Regions from separate parts of the Bombyx mori genome. Here region 1 is linked to region 2. Evidence: chromatin contacts called from public Hi-C data. All regions are on one chromosome and are shown on one strand. Each heading gives the region's core, a stretch centred on a gene start, on an enhancer-like site or on the middle of the called end of the contact. The rest is flanking DNA. Distances are from core to core; before and after follow the strand shown. Region 1 overlaps LOC692448 (furin-like convetase). Region 2 holds the start of LOC692448 (furin-like convetase).

Region 1 (5,513 bases), core at 1,963-4,462, 190 kb before region 2:
CATTTAAGCTGAAGATAAACTACAACTTCTTAACAAACAAATAATAAGGCCTATATTAAAACGAAATAACAAGAAAACTTATTAAGTAATGCTATTCAGAAACATAATTAGTTCGGGCTTAAAATTAGTAACAACTTTGCGAGTGAGAGTCAATTTTCTAAACAAAATCCAAGTGTTTTAATAAACACTCTTCTTAAGCATAATGGATTTTCGTACCCAAATTTACTTAATTTACTCCATGGTTCAGCTCAAGCGGAATATCTGGGTCGATAAAAAAAATCTAATTAAATTATTAGTCTTATTTTTTAAAGAAAATGTTAACTAGTGGTAGAACATCTTGTGAGTCCGCACGGGTAGGTACCACCAGCCCGCCTATTTCAGCCGTGGAGCAGTAATGCGTTTCGGTTTGAAGGGTGGGGCAGCCGTTGTAACTATACTGAGACCTTAGAACTCATATCTTAAGGTGGGTGGTGGCATTTACGTTGTAGATGTCTATGGGCTTCAGTAACCACTTAACACCAGGTGGGCTGTGAGCTCGTCCACCAATCAAAACAATAAAAAAAATGCTTTTTTTAATGTATTTAATAAAATAATAAATCATTATTATTTGGATTAAAATATTTTCAATATAAATCAGAGGTTATCAAAGTTTTCGATTTGAACACTCTTCTTTGGGTCGCCGCCATTTTAGTTACATTCCCAAGAGGAATGTCATCTATAATGCATCGTCACTCCATATTTCACGTCACGTGTATATCGGCCCACTCATCCATGAACCACAGACCATCATTTTGTTTTGTATGTACGTCAAGCAATACTGACAAAGGCCTAAATACACAACGCGGTCGTAGATTTCCGCATTAAATCAAGGGATGCCAACAATATGGACTGACATAAATGATGATCAAGCGAATCATTCAAAACAGAGTGCGGAACCATGTTCTGTCCGGAAGCATGTGAATGATCTAAAAAGGTTTTATTCGGTACTCTTGGGAACTGTCAGATACGTGACGTGTATAATAACATTTAAAATGTTCTATTTTGGTTATTTGTATACATTAGGTGTAGATGTAGAACAATGAGTTCGATCTCATGTCTCCAGGTCAGATCTCATGTCGTAATGAAATACATACTTAACAAATGTTCACGATCGACTTCCACCGTGAAGGAATAACATCGTGTAATAAAAATCAAGCCCGCAAAATTACTGGTGGTAGGACCTCTTGTGAGTCCGCGCGGGTAGGTACCACCACCCCGCCTATTTCTGCCGTGAAGCAGTAAAGTCAGCTTGAAGGGTGAGGCAGCTGTTGTAACTATATTGAGACCTTAGAACTTACATTTCAAGGTGTGTGGCGCATTTACGTTGTGTATGTCTATGGGCTCCAGTAACCACTTAACACCAGGTGGGCTGTGAGCTCGTCCACCCACCAAAGCAATATGGCATCGACAATATCTATGGGCTCCGATAACCACCTAAAACCGAATAGGCTGTAATTTTTTTTGAACATAATGCGTAACAAATAAAAGCATTGGCTAAATCCAATTAGCTATAGCAGAGCCCGTGTTCTCTTGTTACGAAATTATAAAAAAACAATACGATTTATTTTTAAATGCAACGCGGATTACGAAAGAGGATTACCGGAACGTTTATTCGCTTTGTTTTTAAACGCACGATGAACGATAAAGCTTAAAAATTTACATTACAAAAAAATATCGCTTTTTTTTGCAAAGGAAATTCAGACAAAAATACACTGTCAGAATATCGATTTCAACAATAGCATTTACAGATCCTAACTATATCGTAAATTTTGTTTTGGGTTTTAACATCTTCAATTCTTCATTTGAGACTAGATTTCATTGCGGAAGAGAATTTACAAAAATGAATACAAGTGTGACGACATATATTTTTAACAAATCGCAAAGAATCTAAACGTTGTTTTGATTATGGCACATAATACTTCAAAATGACGATGGCAAATATTAAACCTAGCATTACCATTAAAACCCGGCGTGAAAACGATGTTGAACGGGATTAACGGAATTTATTAATTGGGTAACCTTAATACGTCATAAAGTTGGCAAGATTAAAAACTTTAGAAACCACTGGTCAAGTGTTTATTTACCTCGACAACAGTACTACGAGGCCATGGCTCGATTTTCGATTTGAGGCGGTGTATTGATCAAAGATATTTGGTATTCAGGTTCTATTTCACATGTGTGACGGATTCGTTGATATTCCCCCTAATTTTTTTCAAATTATTAATGAACTTTAATACTATGACGTACCGTTTGAGAGTCATGCCAAACGAGAGCCAGATCATCATCAATGGCGTTCTGTCTTACTTCTTCAATAGATTCAGGCTCAGACAAGGTCCAAGGTTTCGTGTCAACCCGAGAATTTTCACCCAAAGAGTTGGTCTCCGGTGACACGTCTTGCTCCTGAGCCGGTGTCTCTGTTCCGTAGAAAATCAGCTCCCATTGAGTTAAAGTGCCGGCTTCTGTAAAACCATTGTACTGTATAGTATCTTAAAGTTATATACGCTTTTTAACGGTCACATATGTGAGAATAAGTTAAATATCATTATTTTAGCTGATGCAAAGATGCTATCGGGAATTGGAACTTCATAACAATGACATGACAAATTATCTTATCAATACCAAAGTTCACAGTGCAAATTTTTATTTGGGGCTCATTTAATAACGACAACAAAAATTCACGTAGGTAAATTAAAATTTGGATCGAAGAATCTTTTAAATTAAACGTGATATAAAAACCGTTGATTACTAATTACTTAAAAGTATAAAAAGATGTGTGTAAGTAAATGTAATATTAAGGTAAGTGTCAGAAGCTGCTAAAGCGAAATTAAAAGAAACACTACAAATAATAATGAATAAATAAGAAGAAAGTTCTCATATTAATTGATCGAGTTACGATTAGTACAGACTTTTGTTCATTATCAAATCAAATATTATTAAGTTACGGGCGAGAACTTTCTCGAAACAACAACAATAACAACAAAAAATCAAAATTAAACAATCGACTAAACGTTGTAATAAGAATTGTCTTCTAAACGACAGGTTTACTAAAGATCTGCAACAAAAAAAAAACGCAAAAACACATGCAGAGCTCTAGGCAAAACATGCTCTAGGCCAAACAAGACGGGACACAACATGCACACAGGCCGCTGACCTCTGTAGATACAATCACGCTGGACTGGCTCACAAAATTGCTAGTTGTTTTTACGTGTAGACGAAATTATATCAAAACTTTGACGCTCTCAATATAACCCAGAGTCTCTTGAACACGGCAATTCAATTTTAGCCAAGAAATAATTGGCTGTTCGATCGATTTTAAAATGTTATTATATTGTAGCCAGAATATTTGTAGGGGTGTGTCAGCCAGTCCAGATGTGGAGGTGAACGACACAGGCGCAGAAGTACCGTGGGCCTGTAGCGGCGCGGGGTATATCCTCTGTATCTTGGGGTACTGCTCGAACAGGTTAGACATCTTGCGGCCACGCGCGTCCGTTCCTGGGGGGGTGTCAGCTCGGAGGTGCAAGCTGAGGTCAGCCGGGACAGGGGGGACAGCAGAGGGGGTCGGGGTCGTCCTCGTCCCGGGCCTGCTCTGCTTCGACTTCTGCGAATTCCTGTTCGGATTCTTTGAATTCTTGTTTTTCTTCCTTTTGACTAAACCGACGCTGTAAGTCGGCGCTACAGGAACTATCTTCCCCCTGTTGTTCTTGCGGCCGGCTTGTAAGACGACGGGCCGCGACGCGTTCCCCTTGTTCCGTATGATTGGATTCCGGAATGGTATCGGATCGTTTTTCGCGGCAGGCGTGCTAGTCCCGTATAATGTTAATGACCACTCTTGCAACGACGCTCGGCCTACGGTTTAGAAATTAGTGTTAACTGTTTCCAGGCGGCATACGAATGAGGGTTATTATTGGTGAACGTTTCTCGTAGAATGCTATGAAAAGGAATTAAAAAAAAAACACAATGAATTATATTCGTGAATGCGCAAAAGTTACTGATGGTAAAATGTTTTTGTAATATCTGTTAAGCTTCCAGTAATTCCAAAGCCGATAAACGCCGTAACGCCCGATTCCTTTGAATGAAACTTGGCCGAGGAAAAAAGGCTACAGTTTGTTATTGACAGGTCATTTAACATTGGATAAATAGAGTACGTACCCATGTAGCGGCCTTCATTTGTGACCTCCAGTTGCCACTCGCCCAGCGGATTTTCACCCCACATATGGACCGACATGAAAGGCCACGAATTGAAGCCACTATGCGAAGAATCATGCGGCCTACGAAAGAAAAAGTTACCACAAATTATTTATAAGCGAACTAGCTGACCCGGCAGACTTCGTAGTGCCTCACTCGATAAATAAAAGACCTAAATTTTTGTATAAAATAAACTTAAAACAAAAAAAGGAAAAACAAATTTGTTATTTTTATTTAATTCCGAGCATTTTCATGTTTATTCACCTTTTAAACCTTCTCTGGACTTCCACGAATAATTCAAAACCAAAATTAGCCAAATCGGTCCAGCCGTTCTCGAGTTTTAGCGAGACTAACGAACAGCAATTCATTTTTATATTATAGAAGATTTGCTGTTTAATTTCTCCAAATTTATTGTGGTGTTTTTAATTTAAGAAACTATGCAATATCCCCAAATTCAAACAAACAAAAAATAATATTTTCCCAATACTTTATAAATCTAGATAGCATTCTTCGATTTAGTAAATGAATGAACGAATAAGAATCAACATTTAATTTCTTCGTTAGTGGTAACCGAGTCTCGTCACGTTTCCTAATCTAATTACATCGCAATACCACATTATGAATAGTAAGCTGAGGATTCAAGACGTTGATCTAATTATAATAAGTAAATATGTTTTCCTAATGAATTTCTGCATGGTTAAATACCGTATTTATTGTAAATGTAGTCGATTATTTTGGCCTTGTAGACAAACGAAAATACGGCCCGCTTGATGGTGAGTGGTTACCGTCGCCCGTGGACATCAGCAATGCCAAGGGTAAGCCGCTGCCCACTGGCAGCGAATTACGCTCGTATTTATTTTCTAATTAGCAATAGACAACAGAATCGAATAACAAAGAGTCTTAAAATTGTGTCATTTATTTTTGGTAACACATCACTTTTACTCTTAAATCAATAAACAAATTTTGAAGAGAAAGTTTTAGTATATAATTTTCGCGATAGTCACAGCAAAATGCAACGACGATTCACTGTACTTGAGACCTTAGACCTTATATCTCAAGGTGGGTGGCGCATTTACGTTGTGGATGTCTATGGGCTCCAGTAACTGCTTAACACCAGGTGGGCTGTGAGCTCGTCCACCCTACTAATAAAAAAAAATATATATATAATAATAATAGGCAATTTTCCCTTACCTAGGCGCCAACAAAGTGACATTAGTTCCAGCCGGCGAAGTCAAAGTGATGCGAAGATCTCCTCTTCTCGCGGCCGATAAAGAAATTCGGGCTTGAAC
Region 2 (5,235 bases), core at 308-2,807:
TTTATTAATTCATCATCATTCATGTTAGTCTAAATGAAATTTTCGCTGTATTTTTTTTATTATAACTTTTTCTTGAGCCGTTTCATTAGAGCAGGATAAGATTAATTTGAATTACAAATTCGAAAACACCGCTGTGAATTTTAAGGCCATTCTACCTTGTTTTACTTTCTTTTGAGGTCAACCTTAAGCGGTCAATGTCAAAAATTGATCATTGATTCATTTTGTGGAACTCCTAATTGTTTTGTACAATGGCGGAAAGCAGTCACGAATACGTAACGAACCATTCAAGGTTACCTATTGACCTGGCAATAGCTAAGCTATCATTATTATAAATGACCGGTCTAGTCAACGAAATTTACATCTATTCATTTGCGACGTTAATTAGAAAAAGGAAATTGTATTCAGACACTCGTGTTGGATGCTCGATATTATTATTCATGAAAATATGTACTTTGTTCTTTGATGTCGAAGCTTTTGATACAAGGCTATAAGATGTTCGGTAAAGTCTGATCTATTGATTTCCAAAACCAAATCGGATGTCAAGGTGAGCCTTGAGTCGCGACAGAAACGAACGTTCAGTTTTGATAATCAATTTGTAGACAACTTCTTTTTGTCCCTACCTATTCACTGGTTGCCTAAGGGCATCGAGATTCGTAATATCTTGATGCCTAAGGGGATATTTCAGATACGCGCGGACGGGTAGGTGAACTCACGGTCTCAACCTGAGAGGATTTGCTAACACTAGCCCTAGCAAGAGCAGTGCTTCACACAATCTACCGCCAGATCGGAATTGCGATCCATTGAGAAGATGCGGCGAGAAACTCAGTGAGCTAATATAAACCTCCTTAGTGGCATATGTGACTTACATCTCAAATAACATTATTCTTTAATAAATATATATTATCCGATACAGTATTATCAGTAGTCGTCGTGGCCTAAAAGATAAGACGTCCGTTGCATTTGTATCTATCGATGCAACGGTGTTCGAATCCCGCTGACAAGTACCAACTTTTCTAATGAAATACTTACATAACAAATGCTCACAATTTACTACCACAATGAAGGAATAACATCGTGTAATAAAAATCAAACCCCCAAAATAATAATTTGCGTAATTACTGTTGGTAGGACGTCTTGTGAGTCCGCACGGATAGGTACCACCACCCTGCCTATTTCTGCCGTGAAGCAGTAATGCGTTTCGGTTTGAAGGTTGGGGCAGCCGTTGTATTATACTTTAGAACTTATATCTCAAGGTATGATGTGTTCCCTGTTGGACGGATTCCTTTTGTTTGTTTTAAGTTTATTTTATACAAAAATTTAGGTCTTTTATTTATCGATTGAGGCACTACGAAGTCTGCCGGGTCAGCTAGTATGCAATAAAAAAAATCTCCTTACCTTTCCAAGATTGACGAAGCCGTGGTCCCTGGCGACGGCATCGGCAACTTCTCTTCCTTCCGGTATATGGACGGCCCATGTTGGCGTGTAATGCCCTAGTGTTGTTTCAATGTGCGACAGAACCGACACCAGGATCGAGAGTACGAGAACACCGCGCGCCATCGCACGGTCACACTCACCAGCTAGTACTTATCAACATTGCACATACACAAAACAGTTTAGGTCGACTTCGGTCCTAAAAAGTCTGATAGTATATTTAAAAAAAAAAACACTCCGACTGTAACTATTTAGATCTCTTCTATTTCATGTCAATCTTTGATATGTATGCCTAAAGTTTAAATAAATTGTTTGCTTGGTTATTGTAATAACTGACTGACAGGGCGGTCCAGCAGTTAGCACTCCTGAGTCTTTTGCCGAGGCTTCGATTCCCAAATCGGACAAACATTTGTCTGATTAACAGATTTATTTTCTCCCTGTCTGGGTATTTATTATCTATATATGTGTCTATTTTAACGTATATAAGTATGAATATCAGGCCCTGACACCCACAACACAAGGGATCCTAATTTGGAGTCGGATGACCGTGAGGGACTTGTTCCCTGTTTTAATTATTAATATTGTTGGCTTGTCTCTGTCCCTACCATTGCCGACGTCCACAAGCGACGGTTACCACTTACCATCAGGTGGGCGTATGCACGTCTGCCTATAAAGGCAATAAAAAAATTATTATTATCAATATTAAAAAAAAAAAAAACATTCGAACCGAATGTGTCCAAATTAAGGAAAATGGACCGTGCGAAAAGTCCTAATTAAATTTTTGCACTACATATTTCCTGATTCGGCTTTTCGAGCGTAGCACTTCGAGTTAATTAATGTTAAATATTCAACAAAAAAGTTATAACAATTATTTCTTATTAAGTCTCGCGTTTAATTTAGATTTGGAATTGCAAAGGGTATTTTTAGTAAATGTTATCAGAAAAACATTGCATTATAAATTTGCTTTCTTAATAATGCCGTTTAATTAATATTGCGACATTGTCCAACTACGTCTTCTAACATGGAATAATTTACTGAATTGTCACCGGGGATTCGAATTTCTCTCCAATTTCGAATTCAATGGGTGCGGTTTTTGTGTAACGACTAACAATAAAACGTTCGTTCGAAATAAATTACCAATCAGACGGAAATAGGTTTTCAGTGAATTAAAACTTGAAGAAACGAACCTTGCCAGCACTTTCGTAATAACTGGGTCAAGTATATAATATAAGAATGACAAAGCTACAGATCCCGACAGGGCTATCTTTGTATCGCTCTTTATTATCGAATCACAAGGAAATCATTAATCACTGCGTTCTATCAACGTACTTCAACCTACTTTCCTGATAGTAATGCTCACTGACCTTTTCTTTGTAAACAATAAATCATAGAAAAATTATGTTTTAAATCAGTTTATGATCGTAATTACTGCGTTTTTTTTTTTAATTATTAAACTGATTATAAGGAAATACTTGAATATTTATCTCACCATCTTTTATTGAACATACTTAATTTGTGGAAATATGGTTTTTCTTTTATAATATACATCTTATAATTTGTCCAAACCAGATAAAAAAAATAGGTAAAAGAAACGGTTTATTCTTCAAATATTTACTGATAACCCCGTTGGGTGAGAGATATAAATACAATCAGTAGTGTCACGAACAACTTGAACGTTTTGTTCGAATGTGATAATTGTCGGAACTCTTGACTTGTTAAGTTTTGGCAAGCTTGGCAAATGGTATTTAACCGATTTTAAAACCATTGATAATAAAGTGAATGCTTTAAAATCGAGTACAAATAAAAAAAAAAGTGAAAATGTTGTCGAAATTAATCAAGAGATAACGGTTCTTTTTGTTGTTAAGAGTGACGGCACGCGTTCTTAACTCATTTCCATAACATTGTCCTAAGCATGTTTTTAATATTTACAAATACGACTGCAAATATTTATAAAAAAAATCATAATAAAGTAGGACAGTCAACGCGTGTGGATGCTAGACTGCAATGTCGGCTATTTACAGTTAACATCCACAATTAATCAAGCAAACGCATACCATACGAGTTTGTAATTTACATAGCAAAACTATTGAGTTCTTAAGTAAATATGGAATTTTGAAAGTAACGTTGGTAAACATTAAAACGCGAAGTTTATCTTATCTGTCTCCATCGGGCACGTTAGCTATCGTCGTGACAAATCCGTGCAATTTTATGTGCAGCCCACGTCGAAAAGCGGATGCTTCATCAATGGAATCCGATGGGAAGGACCAAGATTCCGTGGCACTTAGACAATAGCTGGCGGTGAGAGTCGGCGCCGCTGTGACGAGCGTTCACCTCTCGCATCTCGCCGGCTAGTTATCACTATTTATTAAATTATTTGTCGTGTTTACGTTATCAGAGAGAACCACAACGCGGCACTGTGATGTTTTGCAGTAAACACTCACCGCGAGGAACACAGTACGACTGTCAAATGGCGCGTGAATAACACGATCTCGCGATGTGAAACGCGAGCTACACGTCCGCGCACGTGAAGCTGACTGGTTCGTTGCCACTACTTTGCTCTCGGTCGCACGTCGCGATTGGAGCGGGAGACGAAAACGATGTTGCCAAATTTTAATTTCGAAGAATTCTGGAATGTTGCGGCTTTAGTGATGATTGATCTTTTGATTTAGATTAATTCTTAGAAAGTCAACTTGAAAAAGAAATCTGGTAACAGAATTTAGTAGTTTTAATTTTGCAAAAAGTGGAAAGCCACAGAATGTCAAAGAATGTAATAATTTTATTTCAGTGCAGGATAAGTTCACACCGTCCTCGATAGTAGGCGGGACCCATAGACATCACAGTGTGGAATGTGGAATAATCAACTGGAAATACAAAATCAAAGATAAGTTATTCCAATTTCATTGAATTGCCTTTTTGTGATCTCAATACACAAGCATACAAGCATCATATCTCGTCTTATCGGAATGCATTATCTGGTACGATGAGTGGATATCGTATGTTCTTTTAACGTCTAATCTGGTGTCCTTCGGTATCTACAAGTAAACAATTATTATTGTATAAAGCACTGTTTACTGTAACTATTATTGGCATCATAATTGACATGACAGTTCATGATACTATATTCTGTATGCACAAATGTCACGTGGTGCGCTGCAATTTCGCGTCATATCTAAATATTTGCCTATGGTGTATTTATTCCAGCATTAATCGCCTTTGACTTTGCGAGTAGAGAAATCGGAATCCAAGCACCACCTACTTATTTCTGATTAAGTTCTTTGCATGATTCAAAACAAGTCTGCTTCCTCTCTGGTAGCATGAACGTGGTTCAGTCTTTTAGTAAGGTTTCCACCGTGTTTTTGGAGTTTACTCCTTAAGAATCGATTTACATATATAGGCCCGGGGTATGAAAATTATGGGGACCAAAATCGTACTAGAGAGTATAGCATGTCACACGAAATGCGTTATGCGCCTGATTGGCTCCTGATTGCGTGATGCGTGCGCGCGCCAATCAGGAGCCAACGCGCGGCCGCGTTATCGCAGGTGACGCCGGGCTGCTGCGCCGGCAGTCCGCCACAAAGCCTCGTACTGATCGCGCGTTTCTCTCATTATTGTATTTTCATATATTTGTTAGTCGTTTGTTTTGTGTCTCGTTAATTTGTTAATAATCTGTAGTGTATCGTGTTGTCGTAATATAGAACTATTTCTCGTATTGTTTCGTTTAATTTACCGACATCGTTTTGCTTGTGGCCGGACGCCGTTCGGGTTCGATTCCTGAACGTATCAACTGTTAGTGGGTTGATACCC

Evidence for each region. Hi-C and Micro-C count contacts between places; a contact is called where the count stands out from the background.
Region 1: a contact with region 2 is called in a Hi-C map of whole pupa, with 2.0 times the contacts expected there. The contact joins the enhancer-like site here to the promoter of LOC692448 in region 2. A contact is called at or near these places in 2 of 7 Hi-C or Micro-C datasets (both in whole pupa).

What each region holds. Positions count from the first base shown.
Region 1 is chr21:6,067,575-6,073,087 of ASM3026992v2, reverse strand. LOC692448 (furin-like convetase) reads right to left here. Exons shown (of 13, transcript NM_001043439.1): 10 at 5,416-5,513; 11 at 4,189-4,307; 12 at 2,287-2,498. Among protein-coding and RNA genes, the nearest start is that of Mir3291, 150 kb to the right of the region's middle. Within about 2 kb of position 3,212, at least 3 of the 8 cell types and tissues checked have open chromatin away from gene starts, as enhancers often do.
Region 2 is chr21:5,876,295-5,881,529 of ASM3026992v2, reverse strand. It overlaps LOC692448 (furin-like convetase), which reads right to left and starts at 1,557. Exons shown (of 13, transcript NM_001043439.1): 1 at 1,396-1,557. The coding sequence starts at 1,557.